Linked DNA regions of Oryctolagus cuniculus: regions 1 and 3 are each linked to region 2. A link is a contact called in public Hi-C and Micro-C data. All regions are on one chromosome and are shown on one strand. The core of a region is the stretch at or near the end of the contact, and the rest is flanking DNA. Distances in the headings are between cores, read along the strand shown.

Region 1 (2,700 bases), core at 65-2,564, 240 kb after region 2:
GATGGGAGAGTGCGTTTGCTCACTCCCTCTATCCGCATGTGTGGATACCTCTCAAATCAATCTCAAAACATGTTTTCTAAACAAAGCAGCAGAGGTCCAAAGGTGAAGGAGAGAGGGACTCACTTCCAACAGACTAGTGAAAACTGGGGTGAGCGCACAGAGCCAGGGAGGAGTGAGTTCCTAGAGATGTGAGCTGCGCGGTTAGGGGAAGCGCTGGACGCGGACGTCGCTGGCTGCCCTCTTGCAGGGTCGCGGTGGGGACCCAAGGAGGCGGGGTCAGGGTTGCCTCAGTGCCTGTCTGAGCTCCGAGGCCAGCAGCCCGGCCAGGCACGGCTCCTCCGTGCAGTTCCTCGCGCTGGGATGCCACGCTCCTTCCTGTCCACCTGCACGGGTGTCACCCTTCCCTGCCTGCACCGGGGAGGGGCGGGGCGGAGCTCTGTGTCCTCGCGGTGCTCCGTGTCACACCGTGTGGTGATCAGGTCCCCCGCTGGGTCTGCCAGCCTCTCATCTCGGCGCAGCCTGGGTCTCAGCTGGCGCCGGCACCTTTCTCAGGATGGAGGGACACGCTCAGGCCACGGGTGGGCGTGGAATGAACCGAGAGCATAGGGAGTTGATCTTGAAACGGTCCCTGAAGAAATCTATGCTGCATTTCAAAAATCTCTGCAGCGAAATTAACTTCTGCTCTAATTCCATTTTCCCATGAACTTTTTGAGGTCCTCTTGTCCATAAATAAATGCATGTCCTCATGGGAAAAACAGGACAATGAGGAGTTGAAAGTTATTCAAGCACAAGAACCTGAGAAACGGAGAATAGATTTGGGGAATAACTTTATTGTGCAGAGTCTACACATCCCAAACAGAGTCCACCAGACAGGTCTTTCATTGTGAGGGGAGGGGGGCACGACACAACTTAAAATCCAAAGAGATCTCAAAGAGGCACCTGCTGGCCAGCTGCACAGCGACACACTGGCCCCGCATCTTCCCCCTTGCTGATTCCCCTGATCACAGGCCTTCTTTAGGAACAAAGGGAAACACATTATTTTCCTGTAACTCTGAAATGACTGTTTTGAGTCCGATGGGAGGCGCTAGCTGGCCCACGCCATTCCAACAGCAAAGCAGGGACAGAGGGCTCAGCCAGACGCCTGGCCACGAACACGGGCCATCAGCTCACCCCCGACAACTGCAGGAGAAGCGGAAGCCACCGCTCATGCTGGAACATGAGTTCAGCGCGCTGGGTGCTAAGTGGCGTGTTCTCGGCTTCCAGGGCACGCCTCTGTCCTCTGCCAGGCTGCCAGGGCCTTCTGTGGGTCCATCCAGGCCTGGTGCGCACCCTGAGAGCCACAGCTGGTCCCGCAGCAGCACCGAGTTCCAGGTGGCCATGTCTCCAGCCCTCCCACAGACACCCTCACCTGGCCCCTCAGGGACGCCAGCCCCGCTGGCCTGGCCATGTCCCTTCCTCGGAGCCCCACACCCAGCTCCCGGCACCCACGTCCCCAATTGCACCCTTAGTGCCAGCTCCTCAGAGGACTGAGCCCAGCCAAGGGGTCACCCCCACCGAGCCTAGGAGCTGTCATCACCCGACCTGTGCCCGGCCACACTCTTGTTCCGCAGCAGCTGCGCTTCTTTATGTCAAGTTCTCTGTTAAAACAACAGGTGCACTGTCTCTCCTGCTTCAATCCTGACTGGCAGGTGAAATAATTCTAATTCCAAGTACTTCTGAGAACGAAATATGTAAAAATAAGACAGAACAAAAAAAAAAAAAAAGGAGAATAAGCAACTGAAAATAAACACTAAAGATATCAACAGCACCAAGGATAAAACGTCTAAAAATATAATATTCAAAAAGGAAACAGCTGAAAATTAATTAAGAGCCATAGTATAAAAGTAAACTCAGAAAATAACTGGGAAAAAATCCTATGAACATAAGCAACTGCAAAACTAAATAACTAGGAAAAAGCCTAAATAAAACCATTTCACCCTGAAAGTAAATAACTCAAGTCGTTCAAAAACTTCCAGTGTTTTTTAATAATAACTGTAAAAATTAGAACTCAACGACGCCAGGAACCGAAGGCTAAGAAACAACACAGATGTTAATAATCATAAGAATAATTGAAAATAAATACTTCTAAGCCAGTTTGAAAACCTGTAACTCTGAAAATAGCTATAACTGAAAATAAATAACTCGAAAACCGAATGATCTTGAAAGTAAAATAAGCATCAACAGGTGACTGAAGCTATCAAAAAATTAACTAGAAAGATGGAAATAAAATAACTTAATGAATTCAAAGACTAAGAAATCTAGATGCAAATGGCAAACCCACTCCGAAGCAACCTGCGACCAGCCGTCCCTGAAACCCGCCAGTCCTGGGACCGCCACCAATGCCACGTGAGCGCGGGCGTGCCTGCTCCGCGGCTCGGGTCGGGCGAAGCGATTCTCAGCCCATTCCTAGCGGACGCCCGGGCACCCTGGGCCCTGTCCGAAGGCATTTACGATGCTGGAGGAGCGGAGGTGGCGCGTGCTGGCCCCTAGTGGAGAGGCCAGGGGTGCTGCTGAGCACCTGCGATGAGCACAACAGCGCTGTCTGTAAGAAGCGCGGAGCCCCCGGGGCCGGGCGCTGCGTCCTCGGGGGCTCAGGTTCAGCGGGCTCCAGCCTTGCAGTCTTCAGCCGCCTTCTCGAAGCTCCGGGTTCCCGGCCCGGGA
Region 2 (2,949 bases), core at 116-2,615:
TGATGGAACTTACCATGGTGCTCTGAGAAGTGGAAAACATGGGGATTACCACCTGGTGGCCAACCGCAGCAGATAGTGAGGTCTGCATGGTTGCAACAGGCCCAACCAAAACTCCCTCCTCTTGGTGAGCGTTGCCTGGACACTATAACTTACCACTGTTGGGTTATCTTATTAGAAAAGTGGCTACTCAGAGTTTCTCTATACTTTCAGTTGAGTGCTACTTTATCACCAATGCCCCTCAGGACCACACATTTGTCCTGTGCAGTATGTTCTAAGAATGGGACATTTCACATTTTGGGGAGAGCTACTCCCATGAAATACTACAGATATTTCTCTTTTATTATTATGATTTTTTTTTTTATTTGGGTGAGAAAGAGAAAGAAAGACAGAGAGAGCTCCCACCCTTGGGATCAATCCCCAAATGCCAGCTATAGCTAGGGCTGGGCCGAGACAAGCTGGAAGCAAGGAGTGTGGTCCAGGTCTCCCACAAAGGTGGCAGGAACACAATTACTTGAGCCCTCACTGCTGACTCCCCAGAGTCCGCATCAGGACTCCAGGAGGCTGGAATCAGGAGCTGGAGGTGAGGTACTCTGATAGAGATGTGATCATTTTAACTGCAAGACCAAACACCCTCACCCAGACATTTCTCTTTTGATCCCCTTCCACAGTGATTCGTAAAGCTGTAAGAGCTTTTGTCTCAACCTGAGCTGCCAAGTTTAACAGACTTTCAGCCATTTTCAGAATGATACGTCTGTGCCAAAAGTCTGGTGCTTTTCCATTCATACAACCAGGTTCCAGATACATCTTTGCCAAGTGGTTTTCAGAGCTTCCTGATGAAGAACTTTATGTAACTTTTCCCCACCTGTTTTGAAGCTCCTTGACTATTCCTTTGGGAGAGGTTAAAGCAAACATCTAAGGAAGTACCAGTGAGAACTCTGGGCAATGCCAGGGCCGGCGCCTTCCGTCCTGGCCCCTGTTTGTCCAGCTGGGAAGACCCACGTGTAGGTTTTTTACTTCGCAGAGATGTGGCCATTAGAGAAACACACGAGACCTCATCACCACAAAAAGGCAAATCATATTTCATGTCTGAAAACAATGGATCACTTTTGTAACTGAAGACTAAAATTTCATTTATCCAAAGCAACCACTACTACTTCATAACTCCCACTGCCATCCTCTCCCTCCTCCCACTCTGGGCTGACCTGTTATGTGCACAAACGTGCATACCCCATGTAGGATTTCTCTGCCAGACACAAGTTCTGCTTCCCAAGGCCTTGCTGCAACCTTGACATTTTAACTGATTTAGTGCCCTCCAACATCTACTCCAACAGGACTGAGTGGCATCAGTCTCAAGTGGACCTGTCTTCTTGACATTAGCTTCCTCATTTTATATTTTTCCTCTGTGAGCACTAATGCTGGGCACCAGCCACTCCAGCTGCCTCTCCTTACCACCATATTTGTTGCTAGTGGAGTTTAGACTGCTCACACCACTTGAGATTTAAATAGATATTTCCAGGAATATGAACTTACCAGGTTTTCTCATATTTTCACTACAGTCCTATTTTCCTGGTACATAGAGCCATAGAACAACTGCTGTCTCTATCTCCTTCACTGTGGCCCCTTGAATTTGAACCAAGCAGGTTGACTTCAGTTCTGCCTGCTCCCCTACAGATGAGGCCCTGATCAGGAGGCTCCTGACCAATAAGGCAAACAAAATCCCATTGTATTCTTATTTCCTATCTCCAAGGCAGAGCCAAAGTCTTGAGTGAACCCAAATGTCACTTAAGTAAAACTGCTGTAACATATTTATGCATTTCAGTTTTTAATAAAGGTGGACCAAGATGGAGTGAAAGAGGTTGAATTTACTCTCTCTTGAAGAATAAAAGAAATAATTGTTTTTAAGACATTAGAAATCAGGTAACAAAGAACAGGGATCCCTGAGAAACAGGAAACAAACAAGCTGAGAAGCAGTATTTAAAGGGAACAAATGGTTTCCAGGAAGCTTAATTGCTTCCTAGAACAAAACTTAAGATACTTCTCCAAATACAAAAATATCTGGCACCCAGAAAGAAAATATTCACAATGTCTGGCATCCAATCAAAAATTACCAGGCATGCAATAACGAGGAAGAAAACTGATTTAAACTGACCCACAAATTACACACTTGGTAGAGGCAGTAGACAAGGACTTTAAAACAGTTATCAAAGCTGCATTCTATGTATTCAAGAAACCAAAAACTATATCTCAGATGAAAAATACCCTGAATGGGACTAATGGCAGAATTGACACTGCAAAAGAAAAGATCAGGGAACTTGAAGACACAACACTAGAAACTACACAAAATTAAACTGAAGAAAAGATAATTATAATTTTTTAAAGATTTGTTTATTTATTTGAAAAGCAGAGTTACAGAGAAGCAGAGAGAGAGAGCTCTTCCATCCACTGGTTCACTCCCCTGATGGCCACAATGGCCAGAGCTGCACTGATTTGAAGCCAGGAGCCAGGAGCTTCTTCTGGGTCTCCCAGAAGAGGGAACTTCTAGGAACACAGAGGTCAGAGGGGTTACAAAAGCTAACTATTGATTCAGGGGAAAACACTGCTATGATTAACAACAAGGATTCTAGTTAAGGATTATCATGCTTTACTTGGAGCAGACCTTATCCCGCCTTCCCACTCATTCCCAGCTCTCTCCCAGAACCTTCCCAAACCCTCTGCATTCTTAAAGTCCTTCCTCCCTATGCGGACTCGTTAGTTAAGTAAAATATCCCCAGCTACTAGGTGTTGCTGCAAGTGAGTTGTTAACATGCTTAGGCCCTCAACAGAGTGCAGAGGCCTAAGGACTTGAGCCATCTTCTACTGCTTTCCTAGACCATAGCAGAGAGCTGGATCAGAAATGAAGCAGCCGGGACTCGAACCGGTGCCTATATGGGATGCCGGCACTGCAGACGG
Region 3 (2,892 bases), core at 205-2,704, 150 kb after region 2:
GGCCTCTCTTTCCAGACCTCGGAATTTCCTTCAAAGAGACGCAGACAGAATTGAAAATAGAAGGCCCCCTCTAGAACAAGAGGCCTCGGCTGGCCTTGTTGGGGAAACATGTAACGAGCCAAGAGGAGCCCGTGACACCCAGGGTCCAGGTGCACGGACCTACCAGGCAACACGCAGGCGACACCCGAGACCGCACTGGGTTTTGATTTAAATCCGACTGTACCTTCTGCGGGCTGGGGCGGCGCTCGCGGTCTCCCAGCAGAGGCAGTAGCCGGAGAGCGGGGACAATGGTGCGCGGGGCACGGTCCTTTATGGGGTGGGGGGAAAGAGACCCTTCACTCAATCCACATCTCTGCGAAACCTCCGTAAGGTGGAGTGGAGGAATTGTCCCCCTCACCCCCACGGAAAGCGCCACGGCCGGGGACAGAGCTTCCGCTTGGGTACCCTGTTTGTACCTGCTTTCTCCTTTTGCTTTTTCCCCCCTTTGAAGTCTGGTTGCTTATTCGGATGCCCAAGGGGTGCCTTTTCAACGTCTCTCCCGCCCTGTTCGGGCAAGTGGTGCCCGCAGCGCCGCTCCCAGCCGCGCAGCAGACAATGGCCAGGCACCGATGGGCGGCTCAGAACGGCTTGCGGTGCGCCCAGATCCCTCGGCAGGGTGCACGTGTGTTTGTTATGGTGCCGTGCTCCCTCCCCCGCGGCGGGCCTCCACTTTCCGACCTGCAAACCCAACAGGCAGCCTCTGAAGGAACCCAGACCCTGAAAGGCGTCCCGCCCCCATCCCCCCTACTGACGGTGCCATGGAGAAACAGAGGTTCCCGAGGGCCCCGCGCACGTGGGTTTGTTGTGGGTCTGCAGGCTTGAGAAACCAGGGCAGCCCCCTGCTCCGGCCCGGGCAAAAATTCAAACACCCTTGGCCAGAAGTGGCTGACGCCACGGCGAACGCGGCTCCGGCGGCGCTGGGGACAGACCCCGTCCCTGCGCCCTATGTGCGCCCCTGGCCCAGCCGCTCGGCGCTCCTGCGCCCCCTTGCATCACTCCTTTCAGGGAGCCCAGGCCGCGCTGTCGCCCACAGCACCCCGCTACTCACTGGCTGCGCCCTGAACCGCGCAGGCTGCTGCAGCTCCGCCCGCTCCGTGTGTGCAGCCCGCTCCGCGCCCAAGCCGGTCGGTAGCCGGCTCCCTTTGTTAGCAGCGGGCAGTGCCCCAGGCGTCTTCCTCAGCCCGGCCCTGCCCAGGACTCCCCTCCCCCCGGCGCCTCCGGACTCCCCGCTCGGCTCGGGCAGAAGAGCTCTGGAGCTGGGAGCTCCACGAGGGAGTCCCAAGGAGGAGGGGTCCGCTGGGAAGCGGCGGGCGACCGGGGATGTGGCGTGGAGGAGCCCGGGGAAGGAGGGAAGAAGAGCGCGCCGGAGGGGCGGGAAGGAAGCTAGCAGTCTCTGTTATGCAAATACAGTCGCTGGGACAAGGTGGGTCCCGCGGGTAGGCAAGTCCCAAACCAGCCTGGCCCTCCGGAGGTCGCTAGCGAGCGGGCTCCGGGTTAAGGGTGCCGCCAAAGGCGTGATGCCTGTCTCTGCCTTCCCAGGAGAAGGTAGGACCGAGGCGGGGGGCGGGGCGGGGCCAGTGCGGCCGCAAGAACCCCCAAATACTGCGTCCTCGTGCGCGCAGCGTGTCGGGGTTCCAGGTCCCTTTTCTGCTCCCGCCTGGCGCTGTGACCCTGGGCAAGTCACTAAGCTCTCTGAAGACCTGCGTTCCTTTTTTTGATAGAATACGGAAGTACGAAATCTATTGTGTAGGTTTGGGCACCTGCTAACGTCGGGCGTGGCACATAGTAGGCGCTCTCAAATAGCACATTAGGAAAAGCAGGGGTGTCCTTGGAACCCTTGCACCCGGGGACTTCCACCGCGAGCTGGTGGGCCCCTGGAAGGGCGTAGGCCTCAGCGAAGCTGTAAGCGAGGCGATTCCAGCCTTCCACCTGGGCTAGGGCCGGGCAGCCGGGGAAGGCAGGACGAAACAGCCTGTTGACCAAGCACTGTGGCTGCGAACTGACTGCCTAATGGCCCCTCAGCCACTTCCCCAGGACGGAACACTGCTGACAGCAGTCTTCGGGCCATTGCTCCAATCTCCCATAGCCTAGAGAGGGGGAGAGGACTCCCAGAGGCAAGGATCCTGTCTCGGGGAGCTACAGGAAGCCCACAGAGCACTCAGCTCCGACAGGAGTGGGGGTGGGGAGAGTGGAAGGCTGGCTGGGTCCTCAGGCCCAGAACTCTATCTTCCAGGTCCAGGTGGCCACCGCCACCCCCAAGCTGGGAAAGGGAAGTTTCGTTCTCATCAGATCCCCAACACCCTTCTTCCAATGGCTGCTTCCTCCCTCTGGGATCCTAGCCCCTTCCTGCTCATTCACCTTTCCCCTGCAGCCCTGGAGGCATTGCTGCCCCTTGCGTAGCAGCTAGGTGAGGAGGGGACCAGCCACAGTGAATTCAAAATTCTGACCTACTAGCTGTGCATTCTTGGCCAAGTTCCACAGCCTGTCTGAGCCACCATGCCTTCTTCTGTGATTTGGGGCTACACAGGATGGCACTGCTTTCAGGCCTGGGTGAAATGCTGTCTGGGTGAAGCCCTTGCTTGGTTGACCCTGGAAGGCACTCCAGTAAAAGGAATGAATGAATGAGCAGAGGCAGACAAACTCAGAAGAATTTCTGGGAGGAGGCCGCTCGCAAGAGTTTAGACTTTGGTTTTTTCGATTTTTCTTTTTTTTTAATATAGAAGCTATTAAAAGATGTTGTGACTTGGCGTGCCATGCATCTTTGTGTTGAATGCTACTTTCTCTGGCATTATTCTGGAAAACAGTTTAAGGGAGCAGAGAACACAACCCAGGAGACAAGTGTGGGAGCCAACA

The links. Hi-C and Micro-C count contacts between places; a contact is called where the count stands out from the background.
Region 1: a Micro-C map of ear pinna shows a contact between it and region 2, with 5 times the contacts expected there. The contact joins two enhancer-like sites. A contact is called at or near these places in 2 of 6 Hi-C or Micro-C datasets (ear pinna and an unstated tissue).
Region 3: a contact with region 2 is called in a Hi-C map of an unstated tissue, with 2.2 times the contacts expected there. The contact joins the promoter of ST6GAL1 here to the enhancer-like site in region 2. A contact is called at or near these places in 2 of 6 Hi-C or Micro-C datasets (ear pinna and an unstated tissue).

The regions. Positions count from the first base shown.
Region 1 is chr4:92,756,242-92,758,941 of mOryCun1.1, forward strand. No RefSeq gene overlaps it. Among named protein-coding and RNA genes, the nearest start is that of ADIPOQ, 18 kb to the left of the region's middle. Within about 2 kb of position 1,315, at least 5 of the 8 cell types and tissues checked have an H3K27ac peak or open chromatin away from gene starts, as enhancers often do. A contact at or near this core is called in ear pinna, where this site is marked.
Region 2 is chr4:92,514,491-92,517,439 of mOryCun1.1, forward strand. All of the region lies in intron 1 of LOC138849322 (a long non-coding RNA gene), which reads right to left. Among named protein-coding and RNA genes, the nearest start is that of ST6GAL1, 150 kb to the right of the region's middle. Within about 2 kb of position 1,366, at least 1 of the 8 cell types and tissues checked has an H3K27ac peak or open chromatin away from gene starts, as enhancers often do. A contact at or near this core is called in ear pinna, where this site is marked.
Region 3 is chr4:92,659,935-92,662,826 of mOryCun1.1, forward strand. It overlaps ST6GAL1 (ST6 beta-galactoside alpha-2,6-sialyltransferase 1), which reads right to left and starts at 1,455. Exons shown (of 8, transcript XM_002716497.5): 1 at 1,088-1,455.